Regions from separate parts of the Mus musculus genome. Here all the other regions are linked to region 3. The links are chromatin contacts, called in public HiChIP or PLAC-seq and capture Hi-C maps. All regions are on one chromosome and are shown on one strand. Each heading gives the region's core, a stretch centred on a gene start, on an enhancer-like site or on the middle of the called end of the contact. The rest is flanking DNA. Distances are from core to core; before and after follow the strand shown. Region 1 holds the start of Ppp3cc (protein phosphatase 3, catalytic subunit, gamma isoform). Region 2 overlaps Slc39a14 (solute carrier family 39 (zinc transporter), member 14). Region 3 overlaps Ppp3cc (protein phosphatase 3, catalytic subunit, gamma isoform).

Evidence for each region. HiChIP or PLAC-seq counts read pairs in DNA pulled down with a chosen protein or histone mark. Capture Hi-C pulls out chosen DNA fragments and counts their contacts.
Region 1: an H3K4me3 HiChIP or PLAC-seq map of bone marrow-derived macrophages shows a contact between it and region 3, with 2.4 times the contacts expected there. The contact joins the promoter of Ppp3cc here to the enhancer-like site in region 3. A contact is called at or near these places in 17 of 39 promoter capture datasets (the 3T3-L1 cell line, 3T3-L1-derived adipocytes, the C10 cell line and 12 more), 1 of 15 datasets of contacts at CTCF or cohesin (CD8 T cells), 15 of 484 Hi-C or Micro-C datasets (the G1E-ER4 cell line, the HPC-7 cell line, LSK cells and 11 more), 6 of 115 datasets of contacts at active chromatin or transcription factors (the 230-238 cell line, CD8 T cells, bone marrow-derived macrophages and 2 more) and 3 of 9 other capture datasets (adipose tissue, liver and pancreatic islet).
Region 2: a capture Hi-C map of bone marrow-derived macrophages shows a contact between it and region 3, with 2.6 times the contacts expected there. The contact joins two enhancer-like sites. A contact is called at or near these places in 1 of 39 promoter capture datasets (neural stem cells), 2 of 15 datasets of contacts at CTCF or cohesin (CD8 T cells and large pre-B cells), 8 of 484 Hi-C or Micro-C datasets (the G1E-ER4 cell line, the P5424 cell line, bone marrow-derived macrophages and 4 more), 4 of 115 datasets of contacts at active chromatin or transcription factors (the HPC-7 cell line, embryonic stem cells, neural progenitor cells and 1 more) and 4 of 9 other capture datasets (adipose tissue, bone marrow-derived macrophages, liver and 1 more).

Annotation. Positions count from the first base shown.
Region 1 is chr14:70,286,895-70,290,855 of GRCm38.p6, forward strand. Ppp3cc (protein phosphatase 3, catalytic subunit, gamma isoform) reads right to left here and starts at 2,603. Exons shown (of 14, transcript NM_008915.3): 1 at 2,287-2,603. The coding sequence starts at 2,335.
Region 2 is chr14:70,310,405-70,314,227 of GRCm38.p6, forward strand. It overlaps Slc39a14 (solute carrier family 39 (zinc transporter), member 14), which reads right to left. Exons shown (of 10, transcript NM_144808.4): 5 at 3,197-3,366; 6 at 452-571. Among named protein-coding and RNA genes, the nearest start is that of Ppp3cc, 23 kb to the left of the region's middle. Within about 2 kb of position 1,392, at least 53 of the 459 cell types and tissues checked have an H3K27ac peak or open chromatin away from gene starts, as enhancers often do. A contact at or near this core is called in bone marrow-derived macrophages, where this site is marked.
Region 3 is chr14:70,219,434-70,223,164 of GRCm38.p6, forward strand. Ppp3cc (protein phosphatase 3, catalytic subunit, gamma isoform) reads right to left here. Exons shown (of 14, transcript NM_008915.3): 13 at 584-613. Among named protein-coding and RNA genes, the nearest start is that of Sorbs3, 14 kb to the left of the region's middle. Within about 2 kb of position 2,473, at least 4 of the 459 cell types and tissues checked have an H3K27ac peak or open chromatin away from gene starts, as enhancers often do. A contact at or near this core is called in bone marrow-derived macrophages, where this site is marked.

The sequences.
Region 1 (3,961 bases), core at 1,353-3,852, 68 kb after region 3:
ACTTAAAACTATTTCAAACTCTGAGAAACCCAAGAAAAATGTTACACAGAATCCAACACTGCTGAAGTCAAGTGCTTATGCTAAAGTTTTTATATGTGAGATGACTTCACACATTGCAAGTATCTGGAATCCTTTTATGAATGTGATTTAGGCTTGGGGCTGGCGAGCAGCACTTGCTTCTGTTGTAGAGGACTCAGGCCCTGTTGCCAGCACCCACGTGACAGCTTACAACAGCCTGGAACTCCAGTTCCTGAGGATCCAAACTCCTCTTTTGGCCTCTGAGAGCTACAGGCATGTACATGGTGCACATATGTACATGCAGGCACGATACTCAAATACATAAAATAAATCTTATTTAAAAAGACAAAAAGGTGAGCTGTGGTGGCATGCACCTTTAATTCCAGCTCTCAGGAGGGAGAGGTAGCAGGAGCTCTGTGGGTTCAGCCTGATCTTTGAAGCTCCAGGGTATCCAGGACTATAGAGAGAGCGCCCCTCCCCCTCCCCGCCCTCCAAGCCTTAAAATGGGTGTGTACCACTGCAGAGTCTGCAGTGGGAAATAACCACGAATTTGCCTGGCTGGACACAGAATAAAACTCTGCTCAGTCACTCACACACAGAGCGACACTCGGTCCTTTCCTACACAGCATGTGTTAATATGTAATTCTGTTAAAGAACAAGTTGGTATCCAATCATACAGACTCTATAGATGGTTTTCCGCTCAGCTGTAAACACACCTGTACTTCAAGTGCCTTTCATTTCACTTCCGTTTTAAGTGTAAGACACGGTCATTTTACAATGTCCTTGATGCAATCTGGTGAAAATAAGCTGGTACAAAAGGAGATTAGACTCTGAGATTCTTGCCGGTCTGAGGAGAGCGCCGCTTAAGCCTCGCGCAGACCTCATTTATCCTGGCTTGACTCGGGGATTCAGGTTTAAGTGGTTCCCCTGTCTACTTCAGCTGAGAAATAGGCATATTTTGATAAGAGAAAAATATGGGAAGAAAAAGAAGGACGAAACACTACAATGGTAGAGTGGCGAGAAATCATTTTAACGTGGGAGGAACCCGCCAACACCCTTGCCCTTGCGCAGTTGGTTTGCATGGGCCCGTGCTACCCGGGACAGTTCAGAAGTTAATGTCCACCATGACCTTGCTTCACCAGGGAAGGTTGTAGAAGTGATTCCTGTGTATTAAGAGGCTCAGATCTTCCTCATGGCTTAAATGCTATAAAGCCTTCCACGAAGACCGTCATGGCACTCTAGCTGTTAAAGGACTAAGTCCATTCTATGAACAATTGACTTCAATCCCTAATGATTCCAAATTCTGAGGAAATAAGTCTCAAAAGTACTGTCTGCCAAGGCAGATAACTAACATTTATGACACCAATACTATCCTTCTCTCTCTGAGCACTCAATAGGCTCCCCCTTATTTAAAAAAAAAATTATCATTACTAATCTTAGTTTCCTGTCTCCTAATATCAAAATGAAACGGGGAAATAATTTTTAGTTTTTTCCCACTATGGTGAAAACCACCTCACTCAGAAATAACTGGTCTAAGCATAGCACCTTCTTAGAAAACAGTGCTTTCAAACCAACTATTATTATGGAGGGGTCTTAGAAGTCGGACAATAGAAGCATGTGAATCAGTGGTTATGTTAGACAGGTCCTTTTGGGTAAAGGGCAGAAACTATATCATAAACTCAGAAGATTTAGAAACACTTTCGTGTTTCCTTAGAATAACTGAATATCAGATATAATGAGAGACATCTGGGAGATTATTATTCACCAAGTCCTTATAGCCAAAACTTGTAAGCCCTTTTAAGAAGACTGTGTCACTATCATCTTGTTTCTTTTAATAAAAGCAATGACTTGGGATATGTAGAGAAAGTGAGCCAAACGTGCACAGTATACCCACCACACCCCTCAAAAATAATTTTTTAAAGGGTTTGGTAAGGAGCTGTCAAAAAAGAGCTGAGCCTAAGGAAAGGCATGACTTGGGTGAGTCAAGAGAACTCCCTGCTCACACAACCCAGACGGTGTCCCCAGATGAAAGACCAAAAAGTGGGGAATCAGGAGAAACCGCCTGGATGCTTCGGGAGTGGATGGCGGGCGCGGTCGCTCTATCCACCTCCCGCTAGGTACCCGTCCAGCAGTCACCGGGGACGCCGGCGGACAGCAGCCCGGTCCTCCCCGCGCCCTGCAGCGCCTCCCGCCGCTGCCTCCATCCCCGCTCCTCGAGTCCCCGAGCCGTCGCCCGGCGAGGGCCGTTCCCCGCGGCGCGCTCGGCACCTTTGATGACGCGCTCGGTCGTGGAGAACTGAGGGCGCCTCACGGACATGGTCTCCTCCCGGCTCCGGCGGCCCGCTGGACGCAAGCCGCCGCCTTCCTCCTAGGCGGGCTGCGCTCGGCGAGCGGGCAGCCACCGTGCCGGGCCCCGGAATACGGGGCGTCCTCGGACGGCGGCGGCCGCAGCGCCGCTCCCTCCCTGCGGCGGCGCCCGCGGCTCGGCGGGGACGACCGCGTCGAGAGCTACGGCGACCGCGGCTGAGGGACACAACTAGGGAGACCGCGGCTGCGCGCGGCTGGGGCCCCGCGTGCGCGCCTCCGCGCTCACAACTTCCCGGCGGCCTCGAGGGCCGCAGCCGCGCTCTGCGCACGCGCGGATCTCGGGTCTCAGCTCCGGATTCACTGCTGACCGCCGTCCGCCTCGCGTGGGGCAGATGCTCTGGACGCCCAACCCTGACCTGTAGCTTCTCAAACCAGCCGCTGGGACCTCGGAAGCAGCTGCGACCTTGGGACCAGGCAGGTGTCCTGATTCTTGGTGGCTGCCACTGAGTCTGTGTCCCTCTCATCAGAGAGAGCCCCTATCTCATGAACGCTCTCTCCGTTATCACTGGGGTCCTCCACCCACTTTGTCTCCATAAGAAATTAACCATTCTACCCTGTTTCTCAGGTTACCCTCTCCCATTCACCAACCCCCAAACTTTGAAACCCCTGTCAACTTCATGTTTGTTGCATACAGCTTGTATCTAGCAGCCTAAGTACCTCCGTGGCCATCCTACTCCAGTTCAGCTCCTGGGAGAACCCCGTTTCTGAGAAGCGGTGTCTCCCTTTCTATATACATGAGACAGCAGTCACTCACTGTCTTCTGGGACGCTAGCCCAGGCTTCCTTGAGAAAGGGAATTGACTTCTAACCGATTTCCCCTTATATTGTCACCTGCCTACTTGGACGCATCTATTCCACTGTGGAATAGTGACACACAGTGACACCGCACCTGCCTCCCTACCGTGTGTGAGTGTGTGTGCGCGTGTCATGTATGTGTGGTGTGGAGTAGGTGTGTGTGCATGCATGAAGTGTTTGTATTTGTGTGTGCTGGTGAGCTGGCCCATACGAGCACATATGGAGGCCAGAGGTCGAGGCCATCCTCTAGTGCTCCTACCTTAAATTTAATAGACAGGGTCCCATTAAACTTGAAGCTGACATGCCTGCTAGACTGGAAGGCCAGCAAATTCTCTCACCTGTCCCTCTGCCTGTCCCCTTTCCCCCATAGCACTGAAGTTACAAACGCTGAGGTTGTACCCAGGTTCTATTTGAATGCAGGGACTCAAACAGAACCCCATGCTTGTGTTTCACTGAGCCATTTTCCTCATCCCCTCCTCATATGTTTTTTATTTTGTTTTATTTTTGCAGTGATGGGGACTTGCAATCCCATAGTCAAGTTTCACAATCTGGCTTATTTTTAGGTTAAAAATTGGTCATTATTGCTCCTTAATTAGAAGCCTCTTTCTCACTGAGGACAGGACTTGGCCAGGCAAAAAGTACTTTGCTTTTTTTTTTTATTTTAGCAATGATAATGAAATATTGAAACTTAAATCCAAGGAAACGTACAATTTATAGGCCAACCAGTCTTCATAGTTACTACAATGGCCAATAAGTAACCATATGTGGCATTGTAAATTAAA
Region 2 (3,823 bases), core at 142-2,641, 90 kb after region 3:
CCAAGGCTGGGGAAGAGCTTATTCCTATATCCAAGGAAACTGAGCAGGTCACACACAGGGACGTAGAGAAATTGGTATAGCCGGTGGCAACACATACAAAGACAGGGACTTTCTAGTAGGCAAAGAAGTCTCCTGCTGTCACCCAATCCAGTGAGGTGACCACTACTCTAAGTTCTTAGGTTGCTCTTTTAAGATGGCCACTTCATTCAACTCTAACAGGCAGTGACCCCATGCCAGCGACAGGAGGCCTCTTATACAGGAGCTACACCAGTCAGAGCTGTTCCTGGATGCTTGTAACCAAACCTCTTTACTGTCCTCTATAGAGAGAATGCCAGGCTTGCTCTGCAAGCGCCGTCACGCGCTGCTACACCCCACCGACCCACGTCAGCACTTTTGTTTTCGAGGTTAGGGTTTTCCACTGGATAGGTCATCATTAACAACTGGGCCTCACCTCGTTTTTCTGCTTCAAGAGCATCTTCAGGATCTTTTCTGTGAAAAAGAAAAGGTAGAAACCCCCAAACACCACTGCAGACTTGGAGACGTAATTGTCCTGAGGGTTGAAGCCAAAAGCCTGTGGGCGCAGGAAAACAGAATGAGTTTACAAACATAAGCCTTCAGCGGCTCTCATCTGCTTACCACTCTCCACTCTGGGAGACGGGCAGTCTGCTGGCTGCCCATTCTCCGGCCAGCAGAAACCTAGCCTCTGCATTCCCCTGACTCGCCAGCACTAGCCTGGTGCCTGCATATTCTCTTTGGATACAAAAGGCAGGCTGTCTTTAGGCTTTTCTGATCCTGGGCATTTGGATCCAGGACCTTGGGTTTGCTAGGCAATCACCTTACCACTAAGCTACATCTCCAGCTCTTAGGGTTTTATTATATGTATTTTACATTTACTTAACTTTTATTTATGTGTACGTGAATGTGTGCGTTTGCAAATATGCATGTAGGTGGCTGAGGAGGCCAGAGGAGGGTGCCAGTTCACCTGAACCTGGAGCTGTAGGCACCCACCCGGGAGCCATGTGCACGCTGGGAGCCAAACCCTGGGCCTCGGGAAGAGCGGGAAGAGCGGCAAGCATTCTGGGTCGCATGATAGGCAGGAACTACCATGGCCACTTGGCTTGCTTGCTTTCTTTTTCTTTTCTTTTTGACTAGGTCTCACTACATAGACCAAGCTGTCCTCAGACTCACAGAGGTCAGCCTGCCTCTACCTCCCCAGATCTGGGGATTAAAAGGTGGTTGTCTCCTTTTAATGAGGACGCTGTCTTAATCTCTGTTAGTGCTTAGCCACAAAAGCACTTAGTCAGCAAATTCCACGTATAAAGGGAGGCCACCTGCGTTTATTTTTGCCTCATCTACTGTCCTCGGTTCATCTGCCCGTAAACACAACGGGAAGTGGCTTAGTTACGATTGCTAAAAGGAGAAAATCCATTCTAGTTCCACAGCAAGAATTGCAGCATCGTCCTGACCACAGAATCTTGAAAGGACCACAAACCAAAAAAAGCAGGCTCTGTCCCTGCAGGCATCTTGGGGTGGATAAAAGCCAGGCCTAGTTCCACAAGCCTGCAGTTTCCCAAACTCAGGAGGAGGAGGTGGGAGGACCCCAGGACTCTAAGGCCAGCCTGCCCAGCAAAGGTTCCATTTCTCTAGAACAAAATAAAAATATTTTTGAAAAGAATGGACTGGGGGGTATGCTGCTCTGAGTTCTTTCTGGAAATTTCACTTAAGTAAGGAAGGGTAAAAGAAGGTGGGAGTAGCCAGAGAGCTGTCCTAAGTCTGGCTCCTGGTTTATGGTGCCAAGTATCCAATGACCTGTTTGTGTCGTTTCTAACAGAAAACAGGCTCAATTCCCAGTACTTGGGAGACGGAGGCAGGAAGACAGCAAGTCTAAACCCATGAGGTGAGGCTATCTCCAAAAATATACTCCAGGTCTCTTGGGAACAGGACAGAGACAAGAGCTAACCCTCCTGAAGGAGAACCCCAAGTGACTTCAAGGGCAAACATTTCTCTTCCTGCAGTTTAAGGCAGCACGCGCCTTAGAGGGCTGCTCTAGCCTCGGCCTCTAAGAGACCAGGAGGGCAAATGTTAAAGAAACCCTGCTTGCAGGCCAGCTCTTCTGGAGAAGAGGTGCACCCTGGGAAAAAGTGAAGGACGAGCCAGTAGGTGAGGCGGGACTCAAGAGCACAGGACTCATTAGACCTAAGCTTAGGGTAGTGGCCACTCATGCAGGTCAGACTTTTTTGGGGGGTAGGGGGCGTGGGAGCAGGGAGAGACATGATTCATTTAACAGACATCACAATTGCTCCACCTAGAACACAAAACAATACTGTAGAAAACAGTGTTCTCAGAAGCATGTGAGACTGGCCCTTGCCTTTGCTCAGGCTTGTCAGACCACCCGCAGTGAAATGCATTGTGCTTATTATAATTAGCAGGTCCACTGAACATACTCTCTAAATCACGCAGGCTTCAAAACAGTGGCTCCCTTCTCTCCCGTGGAAGGTCACCCACCGTGAAGGTACCACAAATGTCCTGCTTCCTCTGGATTTCCTTTGCCCTCAAACTCCCTACCAAAGAGCTGGGTTTTTACTGAGAACTGGGGGTTTCGCTGTGGTTTGCTTCTCTAAATTAAAGCCCCACACTGAGGGTCAGAGCTATTCGAGGTTGCTTGTCTTCCACCTATGTGTAAGTGTGTTTTGCCTGCATGTACATGTGTGCACTGTGTGTGTGTGTGTGTGTGTGTGTGTGTGTGTGTGTGGTCGCGGACACACACCTGGTACCTGCAGAGGCCACAAAAGGGCATGAGACTATCTGGAACTGGAGTTAGAGTTTGTAAGCTCCCTGTGGGTACTGCGAATCGAACCAGCTGAGCCATCTTTTCAGTGCCAAGTTTCATTGGCGTTTCACTCTACGGTCCCAGCCTTTGGGAGGCACCCATATGCCTTTGAGAGTCATCCTATTGTTTCTCATCTTATACAAAGAACAGAAGTGAATGGCTCGTCCATGTGTGGGGTCTGGTTAAGGATGGGATTTTAACCTAGCCCTTAAATCTTGCCTAGCTTGGTCCTAGCTTTCCTTTCCAAACAAAGGAGTCTTGGGGGCCAGTCCCTGTAACTTCCATGTACATAGAGGCTCCCCCCACTGTGCCTACTGCCCCTCGCTGACAGGGGTGCTCTGGTGAGAGCGCTGCAGCTTGTCATACCTCTGGGATGAGCTGGAAGAGGGCGTTGGAGTAGAGGGTTCCAATCGCCAAGGCTATGAAGTAGAGCAGGAGCCTCTTGTAAAAAGTCTTCTTCATGAAGGGCACCACGCTGGCCCCCATGAGGGAGCAGAGGGAGATGACGGTAACGCAGAGGAAACCGTACCCCCATACTGCCAGCCCACCCAGGACAGGGAGCAAGGCAACCACCAGGACGGGAAGGAGGTGGACAGGAGAATTGTGGGTATGAACAAAGGAACCCAAAAAGAAAGACCAGAGATGGAGAGAGAGAGAGAGAGAGGGAGGGAGAGAGAGAGAGAGAGAAAGAGAGAGAGAGAAATAGGAGATTTGTTAGTGATTTGGGTCTGATGCAATTTCCTTCAATCAGTGCAGGAGGTATGAGGAGGAATTTGAGGTGGTCTCGGAACCCTGTGACTACTGCCCCTGCTCCCAAGGTGCCCTGAGTCATACCTGCCAGCTGGTGTGACTGGCAAACAGGGCAGGCTACTGCCTCATCGCATGCACGCATTCAGCACGTGCTCGGGCCCGGTGCAGACTTAGGACTCAAGGTCTTTTAACAGGACACCAGAGCGAGTGGGAAGAGAAGGTTTGGTGTGTCGTTGGCTCTAC
Region 3 (3,731 bases), core at 1,223-3,722:
CTGGAAGAGCAGTTAGTGCTCTTAATCCCTGAGCCATCTCTCCAGCCCCAGGTAACACACTCACACTCTCTCTCCTCTCTCCTCTCTCTCTCTCTCTCTCTCTCTCTCTCTCTCTCTCTCTGTCTGTCTGTCTGTTTTGTTTTTTTGAGACAGAGTTTCTCTGTGTAGCCCTGCCTGTCCTGGAACTCACTGTGTAGACCAGGCTGGCCTCAAACTCAGAAATCCGCCTGTCTCTGCCTCTCCTCTCTCTCTGCCTCTCTGCCTCTGCCTCTGGGATTAAAGGCGTGCACCACCACTGCCCGGCGGTAACTCTCTTAATAAAGAAAGGAACCACTTAAATCATTTGACCTCTGTCATTACCAGCTGCACAAGCTTCAGTCATTACATAAAACTGACAGACTTAGAAAGGACACAGGCTGTGTGATGGCCATCTGAGAAACAGGCTGGCATGTGGCCACCCTGAGGGCCATCCTCTCCTTTCCTGTCAGGGTTCTGCAGATGCTAGTGAGTTCCGACATGCCAATGAAGCTTGGAGGCTGGTGAACAGACACAGGGGTGTTCCGGCTGAGGGATATGGCCATACCTTCCCGCTCCTCTGCGGCTTCTTGTTTGGCTGTAAGAAGGCAGGAGCAGTGCATACAAAAATGAAGACAGAGAAAGGATGAGTGAACTGACAGTAAAGCAGCCAGGGTCCCACCCAGAGAGAGAAGGGAGGGGATTACCTCAGGAGCATGCGCATGAGGTGGGGAGGCACTAACAGTTCTAACACTCCTGTTGGCATGGGAATTTGAAATCATCAACTGCTGGTTGTGTCTTGTGATCATCACACATCAAAATGACTTGTTAAATCAGATAATTTAATATCACAACTATGTTTGAGCTTGTAACTGCTCAGATTGTATCAATCGAGCTGTTGCTCAGTCCTATTTAAAAATCCTATTTAATCTTGCTTCTTAGTATTGTTAAATGACTTACGCATGACCTAACTGTCCTTAACCATTTAATAATTACAATAATAAAAGAATAGGACAGTACTTGAATAGCTCTAGCATTTGGAAGGGGAGAAAAATAGGTTATAAGTGAAGAGTTACTTCTGGTCTAGAGGTGAACAGCTAGGCATTGATTTGAACTCTAATTGATTTGTACCCATCTGAGATGCAGGACATGGCAGAGGCTCACGCTAACACCTCATATGGCTTCTTTTCCTTGTGCAAGAAAGCAGGTCAATTACTAAGAAAGCAATCTTCTCCCTTCCGGTGCCAGAAATGGAAGCAATTAAAATGAGCACCAATAGGGAAACTTCCCCCTGCCACTTTCTGTCAGGCAGTCAAGCTGTAACACATGAAATGGTTCCAGGGTACAGCAATGAGATCCCATTAGAGCCCTGCCAGCTCCTCCAAGGGCAACTTTCCTAAGGAAGGAAGGAAGGCCACTCAGCAGCAAGACCACCGTGAGGTTTCCTTCATCACTATGAGAGAGAGAGAGCTGCGAAGCTCCTTCACCTCCCACTGCAATTTAAGAGCAGGATCTGGCGGCCAGCACCCATGTGCCTGCAATGGCCCCTAGGAAGGCTCCTGTTAGAGCACTGCTGTAGTCTCTCTGACCTCAGACGGGCCAGATAAGCCACACAAGGAGGGACAGCACCTCTCACAGAGCAGGGTGCTGCCTCTGCAGCTGTGAGAAGGTGGGAACCAGAGTTCCGTCTAAAACTCTACGGAGAGTGGTGGTTTACTTGGAGTTTGAATGTGTGTGGTAAAGTATATACCAGCATCCCATTTCAAAAAAAAAAAAATCTAGATTTATTTATTTCATGTGTCTGAATGTTTTGCCTGCATATGTGGAGATCAGAAGAGGATGTCACACCCCCTGGAACTGGAGGCAAGGATGACTTTGAGCTATTATGTGGTTTTGGGAACCGAATTCAGGTCCCCTGCAAAGACCATAAGTACTCTTAACTGTTGAGCCATCTCTACAGACCTCCAGTATTAAAATTTTAGGGCCCTCACTGAACTGTTTTTTGCATTGGTTACTAAGATGCAGTCTGTATGTACCAAGGGACATGGTAAGAAAAAAAATTATGAAACTGTTTACATATAATTCCTATGCTAGAACATTGTTTCAAGTGTGTATGTCACTATTTTTGCTGTTTTGAGACAGGCTCTCACTACGTAGGCTAGGCTGGCGTGGAACTCACTATGCAGTATAGCCTAGCCTTGATGCATATGAGTGCATTCCTTCTTGTTATGGCTATGTGGAATCCCACTGTATAGACCTTACTTTGTTATCCAATGGATGAACACTGAAGTCGCATCTACTTTAGGGTGTTCAGAAGAATGCCATGTGAGGCTCTTTTGAAAGTGTCATGTATGACCATTGATATACAAGTCTTGGTGAGGACATAGTTTATTTCTCTCACTGGAGGGGGCCGTGTAGGGTGGCAGTGCTGAATCTATGGTGACTCTATTTAGTCATCTGAAGAACTGATACAATGTTCTCTCTACAGTAGCTCTATTCCCTCAAGCAGCACAGGATGACCTCATTTCTCTAAAATCTCATCAACAATTTCCTTTCTTTCCTTCCTTTCTGTCATTTCCCCAGTCCTAAGGATCAAACCAAAAGTTTCATGCACACCAGGCAAGAGCTTTATTACAGACACTGAAGCTCTCATTAATCCTTAAAACGATTTTTTTTAAGCAGGGTCATATATAGGCCAGGCCATCCCTGAAATTTGCTGTGTAGCTAGAATATCAAACTCCTTCCTGATCCTCCCATGTCTGCCACTCAAGTGCTGAGATTACAAGCATGCAGCCACATCCAGCTACCTACTGACTTCATCATCATCATCAAACCTATCTTAGTTACCACTGACTGTGGTTAACTTTTTTTAGGTTGATTTTTATTTTATGTATATGGCTGTTTTTTCTGCTTTTATATATGTGTACCATTTGCATGGATGGTGCCTGTAGAGATCAGAAAAGTGTCAGATCCCCTGGAATGCAGTTATAGATGGTTGTGAGCCACCATGTGGGTGCTGAGAACCAAATTCAGGCCCCATGTAAGAATGCAAGTGTTCTTAACTGCTAAGCCATCTCTCTAGCCCCTTCATTATGTTCTATTACATTGTGTGTGTGTGTGTGTGTGTGTGTGTGTGTGTGTGTGTGTGTGTTCATGAGCATGCCACAGCACACATATGGTGGTTAAAGAGTGCAGGAGTTGGTTCTCTTCTTCCACCATGTGGGACCAAACTCAGGTCATCAACTTTGGCAATAAGTATCTTTTATTACCCACTGAGTCCTCTCTCAGGTCCATAAAGTATTTCCAATGCACCCTCAACTCCATGGTTGCAGGATCTTCATTTGTACATATATAGTGTATCTTGATCATACCCACCTCCCACCATCTCCATGTCCTCTCCTTTTTTGTTGTTTAATAACTCACTGAATCTACTTAGTCTCTTTCACAGGGCTGTGAACTATCCTCTGAAGGATGGTCGACCTCCTAGAGGCCATATCTCTAAAGAAATGTACAGGCTTTTAAAAATATAAGATACTTAACTACTTTTATTTTACTTGTTAATTAGTCATATGAGATTTTCTGTGAACAGTTCTGATGAGGGTGTTTTAGGTTAATAGGAAGTAACATGGATTAAGAAAAAAAGAGAAATGCCTACCTATCTTCCTTACTTGAAGTTTTAAAAATTTATTGATCCACAAAGTTGCTTTAATATAATT